Regions from separate parts of the Ovis aries genome. Here region 1 is linked to region 2. The links are chromatin contacts, called in public Hi-C maps. All regions are on one chromosome and are shown on one strand. Each heading gives the region's core, a stretch centred on a gene start, on an enhancer-like site or on the middle of the called end of the contact. The rest is flanking DNA. Distances are from core to core; before and after follow the strand shown. Region 1 holds the start of SNX18 (sorting nexin 18). Region 2 has its middle 230 kb from the start of ESM1.

The links. A called contact is a pair of places that touch in the nucleus more often than the background predicts.
Region 1: a contact with region 2 is called in a Hi-C map of liver, with 4 times the contacts expected there. The contact joins the promoter of SNX18 here to the enhancer-like site in region 2. A contact is called at or near these places in 3 of 16 Hi-C or Micro-C datasets (hypothalamus, liver and skin fibroblasts).

The regions. Positions count from the first base shown.
Region 1 is chr16:24,776,287-24,781,453 of ARS-UI_Ramb_v3.0, reverse strand. SNX18 (sorting nexin 18) reads left to right here and starts at 3,177. Exons shown (of 2, transcript XM_004023198.5): 1 at 3,177-4,985. The coding sequence starts at 3,359.
Region 2 is chr16:24,535,033-24,540,949 of ARS-UI_Ramb_v3.0, reverse strand. No RefSeq gene overlaps it. Among named protein-coding and RNA genes, the nearest start is that of ESM1, 230 kb to the right of the region's middle. Within about 2 kb of position 4,444, at least 20 of the 54 cell types and tissues checked have an H3K27ac peak or open chromatin away from gene starts, as enhancers often do. A contact at or near this core is called in hypothalamus and liver, where this site is marked.

The DNA.
Region 1 (5,167 bases), core at 1,928-4,427, 240 kb before region 2:
CTGGGAGGGATTAAGGGCAGGAGGAGAAGGGGACAACCGAGGATGAGATGGCTGGATGGCATCACCGACTCGATGGACGTGAGTGTGAGTGAACTCCGGGAGTTGGTGATGGACAGAGAGGCCTGGCGTGCTGCGATTCATGGGGTCGCAAAGAGTCGGACACGACTGAGCCTGAGCGACTGAACTGAACTGAACTGAGGAGGGAGGAGGGAAGGGATTAGCAGGCAGAACAAGAGTCGTCTTGGGGCAGTGAAAGTATTCTGTATGATAATGTAATGGTGAATACATGTCATTATACATTTGTCCAAACCCACAGAATGTACAACACTGAGTGAATCCTAACACAAGCTCTGGAGTTTGGGTGATGGATGTGTCCATGGGGAGGCTGTGTATGGGGGTGGTAGTAGAGGGGCAGGCTGTATACGGAAATATCTCTTTACTTTCTGCTCAGTTTTGCTATGAACCTACTACTGCTCTAAAAAACCAAAGTCTACTGGAAAAAAAAAAAAAAGCAAGGCATGCTTGTCTTGTTCCAGAAATAGCAGAGAAACCACTGCGGTTTCTCTCCAGTGGAAGAGAGGGATAGAAAGAGGGGCAGGAGCCCAGCCACCTAAGGGTGAGGCCTCCTACCTCTGAGGCCAAGGAAAGAAGTGTGAAAATGTTTGGAGCCATTTAGTATTCCCTAGTGACTTGTTTTTAGAAAAGCATAATGAGATGGAAATAGTTGATGGTTATAATGATGATTCTGTAAATTGAGTTAATTGAAGTTCTGTAAATTGAAGTAATATGCTTCATTTTCTAGAGAAATCTCTTTACAATGTACTACTATATCTACTTCCTTGAGTGAACATTTATAAGATTTAATACTTGAGTATATTTTCTAGCTATCCACGGCCTTTAAGGGGTGGGGTCTTTCCTGCTATTAGGGTGCCATGGGGCTAGGAACCATGTCCCTGTCGTTCATGACCGCTAAACATTTGCTCCTGCACTGGTTCTGCAAACAACCTCTGGAATCCAGCAGTTCCCCAGCCATGACTCTACAGAGAAGTCCAACCTATCTATAAATCCCCTCAAATTTCAGCAACATTCACACCTGAAACAGATTTTCAGTCTCCCTCCCTATTTGAAATCCCAAAGCATCACAAGTTTCATGCTACTTAAATAACTCTTTAAGGTTAACTACCAGATGAATAGTAAAGGTGAAACAGAATAGATTTATCTTAAATATTTCAGATTAGCTTCTCAGGAGCTAATAAGCAAAATAAATTGTAATCTTGATGTTTCATAGATGTTGATGTCATGATTCTGACCACATCAATTGCTGACATCAAAATTGAGTGACCTCTGTTACTTGCTGTGAGAACTGTCCTAACCCAGAATTTTCAGCTACAAGTGGTGTAATTCAGAAGTTGCTTACTGAACTGAATTAAGGGTTTGTATTAGGGATAAATACTGTGGGAGTAACTCTGGTATACTGGGTTGGTGGTTTTGTGCAGGAAGCTTAGAATTCCACAGCTCTTATAATGATTGTATACTCTTCTGGCTTGTTTCCCAGATTTGCTTGAAAAGGGTCAGAAGACAGGATGAAATTAATGACATATGAATGCTAACACCCAATTAGAGGTGTCTTCAAAGGAATAATTAGGCTAGACTTAATAAGAGGAGATTCTGAGAAGAAAAAGCTTTAGGCAAATTATACTCTGAAAGAAAAGAAAATGTGAAATAAGGCAACTCTAGGAGATTGGCATTGATTTAAACTTCAGGAAGTGATTTTATCTACTTATCTTAAAAATAATATAAACATAGTGAGACGAATGGAGAGGGGTGGTCACTGAGTCCAGACTAGGAGCAGGGGTCTGAACACTGGTACCCTTCCTCCAGCACATATCCGGAGACTGTAATTTTAGGACCCCTATTCTCTTTATAATGGAGAAGGAAATGGCAACCCACTCCAGTATTCTTGCCTGGAGAATCCCATCGACAGAGGAGGCTGGTGGGCTACAGTCCATGGGGTCGCTAAGAGTCGGACACGACTGAAGCAGTTTAGCATCCTGGTGGCTCAGGTGCTAAAGTGTCTGCCTGCAGTGAGGGAGACCTGAGTTCAATCCCTGGGTCAGGAAGATCCTCTGGAGAAGGAAATGGCCACCCACTCCAGTATTCTTGCCTAGAAAATTCCATGGATGGAGGAGCCTGGTGGGCTACAGTCCATGGGGTCACAAAGAGTCGGACAGAACTGAGTGACTTCACTTTCTTCTTTCTTTTCTTTCTTTCTTATGAAGGAGGACAAGGTTTTTGCTTTTCAAAATAACAACGGCAGCAGCAACAGCGGCAGCAAACACTTAAACTGTGCTTCCCACCTATAATGCTAACTCTCTGTTTCATTTTCCTCCTCTGTCTGCACGATTATCAAATCCCCACAAATCCCGGAGTGCAAAAAGTGACTTGCTCAAGGTCATACAGGCAGGGATTATCAGAAGACAGATCGACCCCAGTAGCCTGGGGCGGAAGCGTAAACTTTCATTCAAGCGTTTTAGGGAAGGGACACAGACAAAATGCAAGCTTTCTCAGCACATTCATTTTAGTGTAAACTCTCCAATGCCTCCCTCCGCCACACCACCTTTAGCCTCTTAATTGGTGAAACGCAACGCCTTCCTTACTTTGCTCTTGTCACGCTCCTCTCTTTTTTGACCAAAAACCTACAGTGGGTAGATGTTAGGGAGCTCCTCCGTCAGTTTACAGCGCCCCTCCCGGCATTCCGTCTTTCTTAGCGCAATAGCTAACCTTCACTGAAAACCCTTCAACAGACGCGTGGGTTTATGTCATTGTACGAGTATTCACTGAGCACTCAGAGCGGGAACGTTAATCAGCAATGAAAATATTAACTTACTTTCTAGGATACTTTTTTTTTTTTCAACTTAAAAGCCTAAAAAAGAAAAATCTCAGTTCACTTCTGAATAGAAACCTTCACCCTCAAGCTCTCACCCCTGGGCCTCACTGAACGGCACTGGCCACAAGGGGGCAGTGGCGGCCACGGAGTCGAACCTGGGGTCGTGCGCGGCGGCTCGGCCATCGCTTGCTCTCGCCTGGAGCGCGGCTCTCGGCCGTGGATTAGCGCAGCTGGGGACGTGGGAGGCCCCGGGCCCCGCCCCCGACCGGCGGCGGCGGCCCAGCGCGGCAGTCTGCGCTGCTAGCGGAGCGGCGCGGAGGGCGCGACCGGCGGGTGGGGGCTCAGGAGCGTGTACTGCCTTCGGGGCTCCTTTCCGCGCGCCACGGCGCGGGCACCACCGCAGGCCCCTCGGGCGGGCGCCAGGCTCAGGGCGCCGGGGGTCAGGGGGCAGCCCGCCGGGGTGCCGGGACCATGGCGCTGCGCGCCCGGGCGCTCTACGACTTCAGGTCGGAGAACCCGGGCGAGATCTCGCTGCGGGAGCACGAGGTGCTGAGCCTGTGCAGCGAACAGGACATCGAAGGCTGGCTCGAGGGGATCAACAGCCGCGGAGACCGCGGCCTCTTCCCGGCCTCTTACGTGCAGGTGATCCGCGCCCCCGAGCCCAGCCCGGCTGGCGACGGCGGCCCGGGCGCCCCGGCCCGCTACGCCAACGTGCCACCCGGCGGCTTCGAGCCCCTGCCTGCCGCGCCGCCCACCTCCTTCAAGCCGCCACCCGACGCCTTCCAGCCGCTGCTGCAACCGCAACAGGCGCCGCCGGCGAGCACCTTCCAGCCGCCGGGCGCGGGCTTCTCGTACGGCGGGAGCGCCCTGCAGCCGTCGCCGCAGCAGCTCTACGGCGGCGGCGGCTACCAGGCCAGCCAGGGTAGCGACGATGACTGGGACGATGAGTGGGACGACAGCTCCACCGTGGCTGACGAGCCGGGCGCGCTGGGGAGCGGCGCTTACCCAGACCTCGACGGCTCGTCGTCTGGGGGCGTCGGCGCTGCTGGCCGCTACCGCCTGTCCACGCGCTCCGACTTGTCGCTGGGCTCCCGCGGCGGCTCTGCGCCCCCGCAGCACCACCCGTCGGGGGCCAAGAGCTCGGCCACCGTGAGCCGTAACCTCAACCGCTTCTCCACCTTCGTCAAGTCGGGCGGGGAGGCCTTCGTGCTGGGTGAGGCGTCGGGCTTCGTGAAGGATGGGGACAAGCTGTGCGTGGTGCTGGGCCCCTATGGCCCCGAGTGGCAGGAGAACCCCTATCCCTTCCAGTGCACCATCGACGACCCCACCAAGCAGACCAAGTTCAAGGGCATGAAGAGCTACATCTCGTACAAGCTGGTGCCTACGCACACGCAGGTACCGGTGCACCGGCGCTACAAGCACTTCGACTGGCTGTACGCGCGTCTGGCTGAGAAGTTCCCCGTCATCTCGGTGCCCCACCTGCCCGAGAAGCAGGCCACCGGCCGCTTCGAGGAGGACTTCATCTCCAAGCGCAGAAAGGGCCTCATCTGGTGGATGAACCACATGGCCAGCCACCCGGTGCTGGCACAGTGCGACGTCTTCCAGCACTTCCTGACCTGCCCCAGCAGCACCGACGAGAAGGCCTGGAAGCAGGGCAAGAGAAAGGCCGAGAAGGATGAGATGGTGGGCGCCAACTTCTTCCTGACCCTGAGCACGCCCCCCGCCGCCGCCCTCGACCTGCAGGAGGTGGAGAGCAAGATCGAAGGCTTCAAGAGCTTCACCAAGAAGATGGACGACAGCGCGCTGCAGCTCAACCACACAGCCAACGAGTTCGCGCGCAAGCAGGTGACCGGCTTCAAGAAGGAGTACCAGAGGGTGGGGCAGTCCTTCCGCGGCCTCAGCCAGGCCTTTGAGCTGGACCAGCAGGCCTTCTCGGCCGGCCTGAACCAGGCCATCGCCTTCACCGGAGATGCCTACGACGCCATCGGCGAGCTCTTCGCCGAGCAGCCCAGGCAAGACCTGGACCCGGTAATGGACCTGTTGGCGTTGTATCAGGGCCACCTGGCCAACTTCCCTGACATCATCCACGTCCAGAAAGGTAAAGCCTGGCCTTAAGAGCGTACGGTGTGGGATGTGTTGTTCAGGCTGAGAGGGTCACTTTGACAGAAGTCCCATTGTCTGTTTCAGATTAATATCCCACAGGTCGGGATCCCGGCAGGGATGTGGGCAGCCAGGCGGTGCCCCAAGGGTAGGGCGGATGGTGGGCTGGTAGCTTCCTCC
Region 2 (5,917 bases), core at 3,195-5,694:
ATCCTGATTCCTTGATACTATAGAAATTTTCTTCAGTACAGGGCCAGATGGTAAATATTTTCAGCTTTGCAGACCTAACATCTTTGTCACAAGTAATCAACAATGCCATGTTAGAGTGAAAATGACCACAGATAATATATAGTGAATGAATTCCAGTATGTTTCAATATAAGTTCCAGTACCACTTTACTTATGGACACTGACATTGAATCATACAATTTTCATGTCACGAAATTGTACACTTTTTTTGGAAAATGGTTTTGTCAACTATTTAGAAATATAAAATCAATTCTTGAAAGTAGGCAGTGGGCCTGCATTGATGGGGGTGGGGTTTGCCAACTGCTATAGCCCACCACAGTCCCAGATTGCTCATCTTTAGGCTTTGTTTATAGGAGAGAGACTTTTGTACTGTTTCTGGGAGATGGAGTTTGCTGTGACTCAGCAGCGCTAGACTGATAATAAGTAGTTGGCACAGCCCCCAGGGAGCTCCATCTGCACACATCCCATAGCATCCTGCTCCAGTTCCGAAGAGGCTCCCCTCTTCAGGACTAATATCGCCTGAGAGCGCACCTTTGCTAGGCTTGCTCTTCCTTTTTCTCCTGTTTCCTCTACTTTTTACTGGACTTGCTATAGGTTCAGTTCAGTTCAGTTACTCAGCCGTGTCCAACTCTTTGAGACCCCATGGACTGCAGCACATCAGGCTTCCCTGTCCATCACCAACTCCTGGAGCTTGCGCAAACTCATGTCCATTGAGTTGGTGATACCATCCAACCATCTCATCCTCTGTTGTCCCCTTCTCCTCCTGCCTTCTATCTTTTCCAGCATCAGGGTCTTTTCCAATGAGTCAGTTCTTCACATCAGGTGGCCAAATTATTGGAGTTTCAGCTTCAGCATCAGTCTTTCTAATGAATAATCAAGGTTGATTTCCTTTAGGATTAACTGGTTGGATCTCCTTGCAGTCCAAGGAACTCTCAAGAGTTTTTTCCAACACCACAGTTTAAAAGCATCAATTCTCCAGTGCTCAGCTTTCTTTATGGTCCAACTCTCACATCCATACATGGAAAAGCCATAGCTTTGTCTAGACAGAACTTTGTTGGCAAAGTAATGTCTCTGCTTTTTAATATGTTATCTAGATTGGTCATAACTTTCTTTCCAAGGAGCAAGCGTCTTTTAATTTCATGCCTTCACTCACCATCTGCAGGCATTCTGGAGCCCAAGAAAATAAAGTCTTTCACTGTTTCCATTATTTCCCCATCTATTTGCCATGAAGTGATGGGACCAGATGCCATGATCTTCGTTTTTAGAATGTTGAATTTAAAGCCAGCTTTTTCACTCTTCCTTTCTCTGCTATTTCCTCTACTTTTTACTGGACTCATTATGGGAGCACTTCCTTATGGACACTTGTAGAAGGACATGGCTCAGTATCTGCTTCTGGAAACCCCAGTCTAAGTCTGTAGTCATTGTCATTGCTCAAGGAACCCTTTCTTCAGGCTTTAATGAAATGAGGAAGTAGTAGCTTGCTCCTTATATAAATATAACCCCAGGTCCAGACATAGTTCTTTCGCAGTATAGCAAATGACTGAGAGCAGGGGCTCTGGAGTCAGCATGCTTGCATTAAAATCCTGCCTAGCCTTTCTAAGCCTCAAGACTCCTCATCTTTAAAATGGAGCTAACAAAAAAGTGTACTATTCAGCACAGAATAAATACTTCATAATAACCGCCAGGACACGGAAGCAACCTAGATGTCCATTGGCAGACGAATGGATAAGAAAGCTGTGGTACATATACACAATGGAGTATTACTCAGCCATTAAAAAAATACATTTGAATCAATTCTAATGAGGTGGATGAAACTGGAGCCTGTTATACAGAGTGAAGTAATCAGAAAGAAAAACACCAATATAGTATACTAACACATATATATGGAATTTAGAAAGATGGTAATGATGACCCTATATGCAAGATAACAAAAGAGACACAGATGCATAGAACAGTCTTTTAGACTCTGTGGGAGAAGGCAAGGGTGGGATGATTTGAGAGAATAGCATTGAAACATGTATATTATCATATGCGAAACAGAGCACCCGTCCAGGTTTGATGCATGAGACAGGGTGCTCAGGGCTGGTGCACTGGGATGACCCTGAGGGATGGGATGGGGAGGGAGGTGGGAGGGGGGTTCAGGATGGGGAACGCATATACACCCATGGCTGATTCATGTCAATGTATCACAAAAAACACTAAAATATTGTAAAGTAATTAGCCTCCAATTAAAATTAAAATAAAATAAAAATAATTAAATTAAACCTGGGAAAAATAATAGTAAAAGATTTGGAAAAAAATTGGAAGACTCCAGAAAAAATCTGTACTCAGATTATTTCACAAGTGTCTTTTAAGTTCTTGTTCCAATTTCATGAAATAAAAATGGAAATTAATGCTGTAAAAAAAATACTCCATAAATGTTCGGTTCAGTTCAGTTGCTCAGTCGTGTCCGACTCTGTGACCCCATGAATTGCAGCACGTCAGGCCTCCCTGTCCATAAACGTTAGTTATTATAAATATCAATATTTACAGGTTGTCCAAGGTACTTGGATGAGCTTGTCTTTTCTTTTCTTTTTTTTTTTTGCATGCTCAGTCGCTAAGTCATGTCTAACTCTTTGTGACTCCAGGGACTGTCGCCCTCCAGGCCCCTCTGTCCATGGGAATTCTCAGCAAGAATACTGGAGTGGGTGCCATTTCCTTCTGCAGGGGATTTCCTGACCCAGGAATAGAACCCGCATCTCCTGTAGGCGAATTCTTTACCACAAAGTCACCAGGACACATCACTGCTACTTGCAAATTCTAAGAGCATTTTCTTTGTAAATAATAAAGAAGCAGTGCTTTCTGCTCTGTGGGAAGCTGAAAACCAAACAAATGTTTTCTTTGTAGGTAATACTTGAAGATCAGTAGTTCTAATTATAGTATAAAGTAAGGGATACATCCTGCTCTAAAACTTTAGCATTAAGTTAGACAAATGGCTATGGTCTGAAACCAGACACACCAGAGCCAGAATCCCAGCTCCTGGCCATTCGCTGGTTCCCCAGAGCTGTTATTACTGATTCACCCAACCAGGCTGTCAATACTTCTCTCCTAAGGCTATTGTGCAGATTAAACCACACTGTGCACATAAAGCCCTTAGCTACTCCCTATAACTTCACATGTAGCGGGTACTGGTCTATTATTACACAGAGCATGATATTCCAGACAGGAAGTGCAGAGATTCCAAATATCACTCAGGTACCTTTGCCCTGAGGACAAACATGGCAATGGTGCCCATTCCTGGAAAACTTTGTGGGATCATCATCTAGCTCTTTCCTTGGCCACTGAATTCAGCCTTCTTGGGTCAGTTTGCTCGAAACCAGTCCCACCGTGAATGAGAGGGAAAATGAGCAGCTCCTCTGCTGCTGAAATAGAGAAAGAACTAGTCCTCTGACATACTCTGCTCTGGTGGCTCCCAGCACGTCTGCACTTCAGCACCAGCCACTCAATGCTTTGTGGGTGTCACTGCACAGCAGGGTTTAAGTGCCAGTATTTGTGCATCCTTTCTGGGCACCCCCTGATGGAGACAGCCTGCAGTGCAGGCTTCAGAGTCAAAGGGAAAACAAATCCCTTCTGTATGGACCATGAGAACTTCATCAAGGAGCCTTTTTGCTCTGCTTGGGAAGGGAGGAGAATGAAAAATGGGAAAACCACATGCTCCAAGGGATTCAATCAATATTTGCAGGCTGCCTGACTCAGCAGCTCGGGCTGACCAAATAAGAACTTGCCATATTTAAGTCTTGAATAAATGATCAATAGTAGGATTGTATTTCCATGAACCAGAGAATTCTAATTTAGTGGCACAGATTTTTTTTTTAATTGAATTTTTTTTTTTTTTTTTTTTTTGCCACATCCAGCAATTGCTATCAGATGCTGAATGTCTGTGGTCACACACTCAGCTTCCTGTTTATAAATGTGCTCTGTTTTCTGTGAGTCAGCGGTTTCTTGTTCTGCATGGAGGTATAACTGACCACGTCAGGCCCAGAAGGCGAGCTTTGTGAATGGCCCAGTGTGCACGAGCCTCTGTGCATCAGGCCTTGGGGATTGTGCAAACAGATACTTACACTGTATGTGGCCGGACACAAGCTGAAATAATTCTGCCCAGTGAGTTTGTTGGTTTTGCGTATGGTTTGGAGCTGAACTATCGTTAAAGCTAACCAAAGCCGGATTCTAGTTAAAGTGGAAAGGGCAGATTTTAATCAGTAATACACTGTCAAAATAGGGAGAAGAATCCAGAGTTAACTGAACTTAACTTCAGTTTGTACAGAGGTGACTGGATGTTTTAACGGCAGAATGACTGGGTGGGAAGGAGGGGTGGTGTTCAGTAGAATCAGGGAAGTGAAAGATCACAGATGCGTGGTTGCTGTATATGCCATTAGACCAGCGTTAGCTGACAGTCATATCAGAGTTAGAATTCTGTCCTCCCACAAAGACTGGGGGACAGAGGCCCTGTTCTTCCTGATGATCACATTGTGAGGAATGGCTTCCAGGTCCTTGAGAAAGACACTCGTGTGAGTCTCAAAGGGGCAGGGGAAAGGCTCACAACGGCAATCCCTTTCCAGTAAATGCTCTAAGAAAGGGTGGTCAGGGGACAGTCTCAGGTGCTCGTTGCTGGAACAGACAGTAAATTCCTGAGTTTCCTCAGGCAAGCACTTTAAGGGCAGTGAGAGTCACCCTTGGAGCGTGGCCTTGAGCTGTTGGAAATTTTTTTTCAAACTGTTCATTTTAGATGGAAGTTTAGCTGATTAACAATGCTGTGATAGTTTCAAGGACTCAGCCATATATACACATGTATCCATTCTCCCCCATACTGCCCTCCCATCCAGGCAGCCACAAAACATCGGGCAGAGCTCGCTGTGCTCTACAGTGGGTCTGCATGTAGATGTGCACCATTTTAAATATAGCCGAGTATGCATGTCGATCCCAAACTTCCTAACTATCCCTTCACCCGGCATGTTCGTGCCTGTTCAGGTGTTTTAGGCCAAGGCTGAGGCCCAGCTGAGAAGAGGGATCAGAGGGGTCCGCCTCGAGTCAGTCAAGGAGAGAATCTTTGTCTCTGTGAAGCCCACCAAGGTCTGTGGTTAGTGCAACACCATTTCCCTACCTAAAGCCAGGCCTCCTGTCCCCCTCAGTGGCCTTCCAGTGGGGTTAGAACGTCACGTGTCTAATCGCCTTAAAGAGCATCTGGGTTCTGGGCTTTCCTCACCTCGCTTCCCTCTCCAGCCATGGCTTGCTGCTCTCTCAGTCTGTGGATGTGGCTTTTCTTCCCCTCCCTTTACCCCACCTGGTAAGCCAGCTGCATGCCTCCTTCAGAGTTCCATTTATTCCTCCCCTCTTCCCTGGAAAAGCCTTGCCTGGTCTCCAAGAGCTGGGTTTGGAACCCCCACAACTTATCACACTCTATTTTAGTGCCTGTTTCAGCATCAGTTTCCCCCACCATTCTGTAAGCCTCAGGAAGGCAGGGACTGGCTTCAGTTCACCCTTATCCCCCCAGAACTTAGCAGCAGCAGGTGCTTCATAAATGCTTGCTGAGCAAATGAGTGGGTACTGCTTGTCCTTTGATGCCTCCTGCCAGGACCCTGTTCTTAGCGGGGTTTGAATCCCAGCTTCATCACTTACTCGGTGTGGGACTTTGCTAAATCACTCTGTACCTAAGTCTTCATCAGTAAGATGGGTTCATGACAACATCCACTTCACAGGATTGTTGTGAAGATTTAATGTTATATGTGTACAGTGTTCAGAACAGAGCCTAGCACATGGTAGTGAAAGACTGTTGTTACTATTGTTCCAAGGATGCAATCTGATACTCTCTGCCAGTGGTTTGTTGAATGAATGACTGAATG